2 separate regions of the Mus musculus genome follow, and region 2 is linked to region 1. Evidence: chromatin contacts called from public promoter capture Hi-C data. All regions are on one chromosome and are shown on one strand. The core of a region is the stretch at or near the end of the contact, and the rest is flanking DNA. Distances in the headings are between cores, read along the strand shown. Region 1 holds the start of Selenow (selenoprotein W). Region 2 holds the start of Inafm1 (InaF motif containing 1).

Region 1 (2,700 bases), core at 140-2,639:
AGGCTGTTGAAAGACATCCTGATAACTAGGGCCTGATCAGACCCCTCAAGGGGGTTGGGAGGGAGGAGGCCACACCCAGCTAGGTGGACCACGGACCCCAGATTCAAGTTACAGGGTTATCGGTAGTAGGACCTCAGGCTGGCCCTGCCTCATTTCCAGCCTCAGTTTCCTCCCCTGTAAGATGGAGACAGAATGGCTGGAGAGCCCCTCAATGGACTTCAGGGGTGCAGAATCCATTCAGCAAGCACTTTTCAATCACTTACTGCAAGCCAGCTGATTATCAGATGCAGATGGAGGAAAAAGTCATCAAGAGAAAATGGCTGGTCTTTCTACGCCTGCCTCTAGCAGGGGCACAATTAATAGCGCTGGCAGGTAACTAACCAACATCATCACCTCCTTCACACTACAGAAGGGGAAACTGAGGCCAGAAAAGAACTGGGGTTAACAGCACCGGCACTCACTGATCAGAAACCAGTAAGAGTTTTTTGTTTTGTTATTTGTATTGCTGGGAACCGAACCCAGGATCTGGTGCATCTCATGCAAACACTCTACCACTGAGCTACACCCTCACCCTACAATCTATCCTATATTACTTTTTCTTTTCGGGGCACAGGGTCTTACTACATCACCCCGGTTGCCTCTAACAAGCAGCTTAGCTGGCCTGGAACTATCTACCTGCCTCTACTTCCGAATGCTGGGATTAAAAGTGTGCATCAACACCACCACTCCGTGACTCAGTTCGCCCTTTTCATGTACACACTGGGAGGTGCGACCACTGTTAACTCACACTACAATCCAGGTACGGGACATCCCCAGACCTCCCAACAGCGCTTATGAGTAAACCCCCAACTACACCACACCTTGTATTCTCTAACTCATGCCGCTCAGTGAGGGGGAAGGGAAACAGCCTGTCGGGAAGGAAAGGTCCCCAGAGAAACCCGATGCTACCCTTCCCCTCCCCTCAGCGCTGAGTCACGTGTTCAAAGTGGCCCCAAGTATCAGTTTCCATTTTCACTGGTGAGATGTCACTCAGATGTCAGATGCCAGGGATCGGGCTCAAGTCTCTGTTACCTCCATCCCACCCGCTTGGAAATCCCTCCCTTTGGGTCTGAAATACAGTCATCGTACTCGGTTACCAGACCCTGGTAGATAGGGGGAGGGGCAAAGAAAAGGGTGGGAGAGGGTCTCCTGGCACAAAGGTTGGGGAGCAGAGAAAGGGCACAACGAGCCGGGAGCAGGAAAAGGGGGAACTGCAGTCACCCGGACTTACCAATACACGACTCGAACGGCGAGCGCCATAGCTGCACGTCGCATCCCCGCACAACACGAGGACCCGACCCACAAGCAACAAGGACCTCAAGCTCTGAGCGTGGGGCCGTGCGCACAGCCGACTGCCTCACGAGTCAGAGCAAACCAAGTGCGGGGGTGGAGAGTGGGCAGAGCTACGGGAGGACCGAGGTTCCGGAGCACGGCGGGGTCTGTGGCCAGGGGCGCGAACCTCAACGCAAGACTCCATGATATCTTGATATCTGGGGTTCTCTTGATATCTGGGGTTGTCTCCATAGACAGCGTCTCTGGGACCAGTAACCTGAGAGCCCCTCGCCGTCCCTTCTCTATGCCATAATGGTTCAGTCCTCAGGGCGGTGGCTCGAGGCAGAGAATTGGTTGAGACTGAAGTTCAGTTACAGAGTGGCTGAGAGGGGCAGGGCAGGGAAATCGACGCATTGGGAGACAGGCAATTGGGATGGATCCCTCCTCCCCAGCGCTAACTGGACCAGACTAAATGAACCTTAGGTCTGGAAAACTGAAACTAGGAGTCCCAGTGTGCGCTTTAGGTCCAGCTGTCTCACCACCGACAGACCCCCTGCGCACCCCCAAAACCATGCAACCCCTCTTTTTGCGCCTTCCCGCTCCCTTCCAGCTGCCTTCCAGCAGAAGGATATATAGAAAGTCCTGGAATGGGGCTTGGACTGTAGCGCAGTTGGTAGAGAACTTGCCTACCATGTATAAAGCCCTAGTTTGGGTCCCTAGCACACTGTTATCTGGGGGCTGTGGTACAAGCCTGTAATCCCAGCATTTGGGAAGAAGAAACTGAAGGACTGAGTTCAAGGTTATCCTTGCTACACAGGGAGTTTGACGCTAGTCTGGGCTACATGAGCAGTTGTCTCGAAACAAAAAATCCAGGCGTTGCCTTTAATGCCAGCAGTCAAGAAATCTCTGTGGGTTCGAAGCCAGTCTAGCCTACGTAGAGCGTTCCAGGACAGACATGAGAGACCGTCTCAAGGGGGAGAAAAAGGTAAAAGTGGACAAAATATTTGAGTTTAGGATTCCTGAGCCTCACTTTCTCCTCCTTGAAAGCTGGACAGATAACAGGAGATAGTCATTCCCACAGAATTTTTTTGCTCTCTAGTTTCTTATCCTCCACACCCTATGAACAAACGGCAATGGCATGCCCACCCCCTCCCTCCCCTCTCTCTACTTTCCCACCACCACCACCACCACCACCAAGGATGGCTCACCAGCAGAGATGTTTATCTGTCACCTGACTTCTTTAATTGACTTCAACCGGCTATCCCCGCCAATGGTTAACTAGGGACCAAATAAGGAAATTTTCCCACCTAGCCCTCTGGTTCCCCATCAGTACCCTACCCTGCACACAGATGATGGGCTGTGATTCTACCCACAGAAAAATGAAATTTG
Region 2 (2,700 bases), core at 76-2,575, 350 kb after region 1:
GCAGACCAGTTTTGGTTTGGTTCAGCTATATGCTCCACACTTCCAAAGCAGCAAATGTCACCACCCAAACCAGGACAAGCTAGCTTACGGGTGACATCCTCTACCCCTGCCATTGCAAACTATACCAACTGCAGTTTCCAGCACGCACCACTGTCTCCGAAGCTATACGAGATGACACCCCGAAAACTGGTAAGGCCTTTACAGTATCTGACCTTCAATGGCCCCGAAAACTGGCAAGCCGCTTCTCCCCATTCCAACCCAAAAATTACATGTGAGCAATGAGAGAGGAAAGCCTTTAAGGCCGCGCGGCCACGGAGCTAGAAGGGACCAGCGGCCGAGGCCAACGACCACAGACCAGGTAAGCCAGCTGAGGCTGGAGTTTATTGCCGATGAGCGCTGAGTCCCGGGAAGGAGCAAGGTGGAATAAGGTCGGGCAGGATCAGGACCGCGGCAAGGAGAGAGGCGGCGCCGCGCAGGCGAGGCCCGGTGGTGCAGATAGACAGACGCAGGCCACGGTGGGGGCGGGCCAGACTATCCAGGCGCTCGGCGCGCGGTCTCCCGCGTCGCTCCCGGAGCTGGGCGGCGACTGTGGCGGCGACTCCGTGGCAGTCCTGGCTGCGGTCGTGGCCCGCCGGAGGCCCCAAGCAAACAGGATGCGGGTGCGGCCGGAGGCGGGGCGGGCGGTGCTGCTCGAGCACACGGAGCGGCCGCAGCGCTGGGCAGGGGGTCGGCGGGGCCCGCAGGCGGCCGCGTGGGAACCCAGATGAGCCCGTAGTACACAGCAAGCAGCACAGCGGCCAAGGACACACACAGGAAGTAGGCGCAGACAGGGGCGAGCCGCAGCCATCGGCCACGGGGACCCTCGCTCAGCCCCGTACCACCCGGGCTCTCGCCACCACTGCCCACGCAGCTCGAGCCCCGCATCGCGCTGCCCACTCAGCCTGCACCGACCCCGCCCCCACCCCAGGACCGCCTCAAGCAAGCCACGCCCCTTCCAGGACCACGCCTTGTCAGACAGCACCCCCCCCCCAGCTCAGCTACATCCTAGACACGCCCCTACCGCCTCTGACCCACCACTATCAAGATTTCTTAGCTCTACCCCCTCAAGGCCACGCCCACTCGCTCTTCTCCCGCCCTAGCTGTCACATTTCCAACCGCCTATTCCTGTTTTCTACCTCAGCCCTCTCCGCGCTAATCGAACCCCTTCCTTCTTCGACCGACTGCAGCTCTGCACACTAGCATCCCTCTGCCCGCCGGAGCTAAGGTTCCTACTCTGTTGAAGCCGGAGGCCTACGGAGCTTCTGAACGCTAGCCCCGCCCACCGAGCCCCGGCCCCGGCCCTCCCAGTCTCACATCCCTGGACTACTACGAGAGTTCCGAGACCCAGTTCCCTCCATCACCCCTGCTGGCCCCTTCCCCAGCAACTCCGCACCAGCGTAAACTTCTGTTCCCTAGAGGCGAGGGATCCAGGGTGGACTGCAGGGAGGAGAGCAGCCAGCCTGGGAGCCAGGCAAACCTGCGCTGCCGCCCCTCCCAGCAGCATCTTCAGGACTGCGAGACGGCCTGCGGGGTGGGAGGAGAGAGGTGTGAGGATGAGAGGAGCACTCTCGTCCCGCCTCTTCCGCCAGCCAAGCACAGCAGCCTAGCCTGATCAGCTAGCAGCACAGTTCAAAGGTTGGCGGTAGCACGCGTTTAATTCAATCCCTAGCTGCAGGTTCCTGCACACCCAGGCCTCACAGGGACTGACTCCGAGGGTTCGACCAGACGAGTGCGGTCGGACTGGCACCACTGGGTCCTCAGCGAATTTAGAAGACTCCCCTCGGGCCGGGCTCGTTGCTAACCTGCTTCCTCCCCCACTAAGTTTAACCCTGGCCTGGACGGAGTGTAGCAGAAGCAGAGGAGCTGAAGGTTAGTACAGAGCGAGGCACCCTGGTCTGCTGGCGCTGTCAGCGGGCAGCCCCCGGCGGCGGAGCAGCCGCCACCACCTTGCAGAAACGCACCCTCTGGAAGTCTGTGATCTCCGCCGTCTCCTGGCCCTCGGGGCCCACCTCTAAGGAGACAAAAAGCGGTAAATGGAGGACCAGCCTGCCCGACCCACCCTATCCCGCACCTCAGTCAAACCCACCTACAACTTGGCCTCCAGCTTACTCGACCCTCAGGAGGCCCCTGAAGCAGGAGCCCCTCCAATCTAACCCTGTTGACTACTGGGAAGTGCTAGTGTAATGAGCTCATCCACTCCTCCCAGGACCCCAAACTATCCTGTTTGGCCTGGCCCCTTTCCGAAGATGTCCTTGGCTTCCACTCTCACTATTCCTTTGACAGCCTTTCCTGGCCTCTGCTCCACATCTTATTCTACTGCAGGGGAACTAAAAGATGAACACAAGCAGTAACCTGGCTGATCACGTTAAAGTGACCAAGATCAGTCTCTTGCTTCTACTACGTGGGATCTAAAATCCCACTATGGTCTGACCCAAAACCGCTAACCCTGCCTTCAGATAAGTCTTAAGAGCCGGCTCATTCATTAGTTAAAGTCGTTCCTACCTTTAATTAACCATGTTTTACTTTTACAGGATCTCTAACCAAAATCCAGTTTCAAGCTCAAAATCCTATCGCGTCACCCTCTTACCTCTGGGAATATTCAGATTTCAAATCCCACTTTTAGCTCCTTCCCTGAGCCCAACTTCTTCCTTGCCCAGCGTT

What was found. Capture Hi-C pulls out chosen DNA fragments and counts their contacts.
Region 2: a contact with region 1 is called in a promoter capture Hi-C map of liver. The contact joins the promoter of Inafm1 here to the promoter of Selenow in region 1. A contact is called at or near these places in 2 of 39 promoter capture datasets (the C10 cell line and pre-B cells), 3 of 484 Hi-C or Micro-C datasets (B cells, the Ba/F3 cell line and large pre-B cells), 6 of 115 datasets of contacts at active chromatin or transcription factors (effector CD8 T cells, embryonic stem cells, extraembryonic endoderm stem cells and 3 more) and 2 of 9 other capture datasets (adipose tissue and liver).

The regions. Positions count from the first base shown.
Region 1 is chr7:15,920,982-15,923,681 of GRCm38.p6, forward strand. Selenow (selenoprotein W) reads right to left here and starts at 1,390. Exons shown (of 6, transcript NM_009156.2): 1 at 1,271-1,390. The coding sequence starts at 1,299.
Region 2 is chr7:16,272,367-16,275,066 of GRCm38.p6, forward strand. Inafm1 (InaF motif containing 1) reads right to left here and starts at 1,326. Exons shown (of 1, transcript NM_001136270.1): 1 at 1-1,326. The coding sequence starts at 924. The coding sequence ends at 532. Ccdc9 (coiled-coil domain containing 9) reads right to left here. Exons shown (of 14, transcript NM_001382411.1): 14 at 1,676-2,050. The coding sequence ends at 1,947.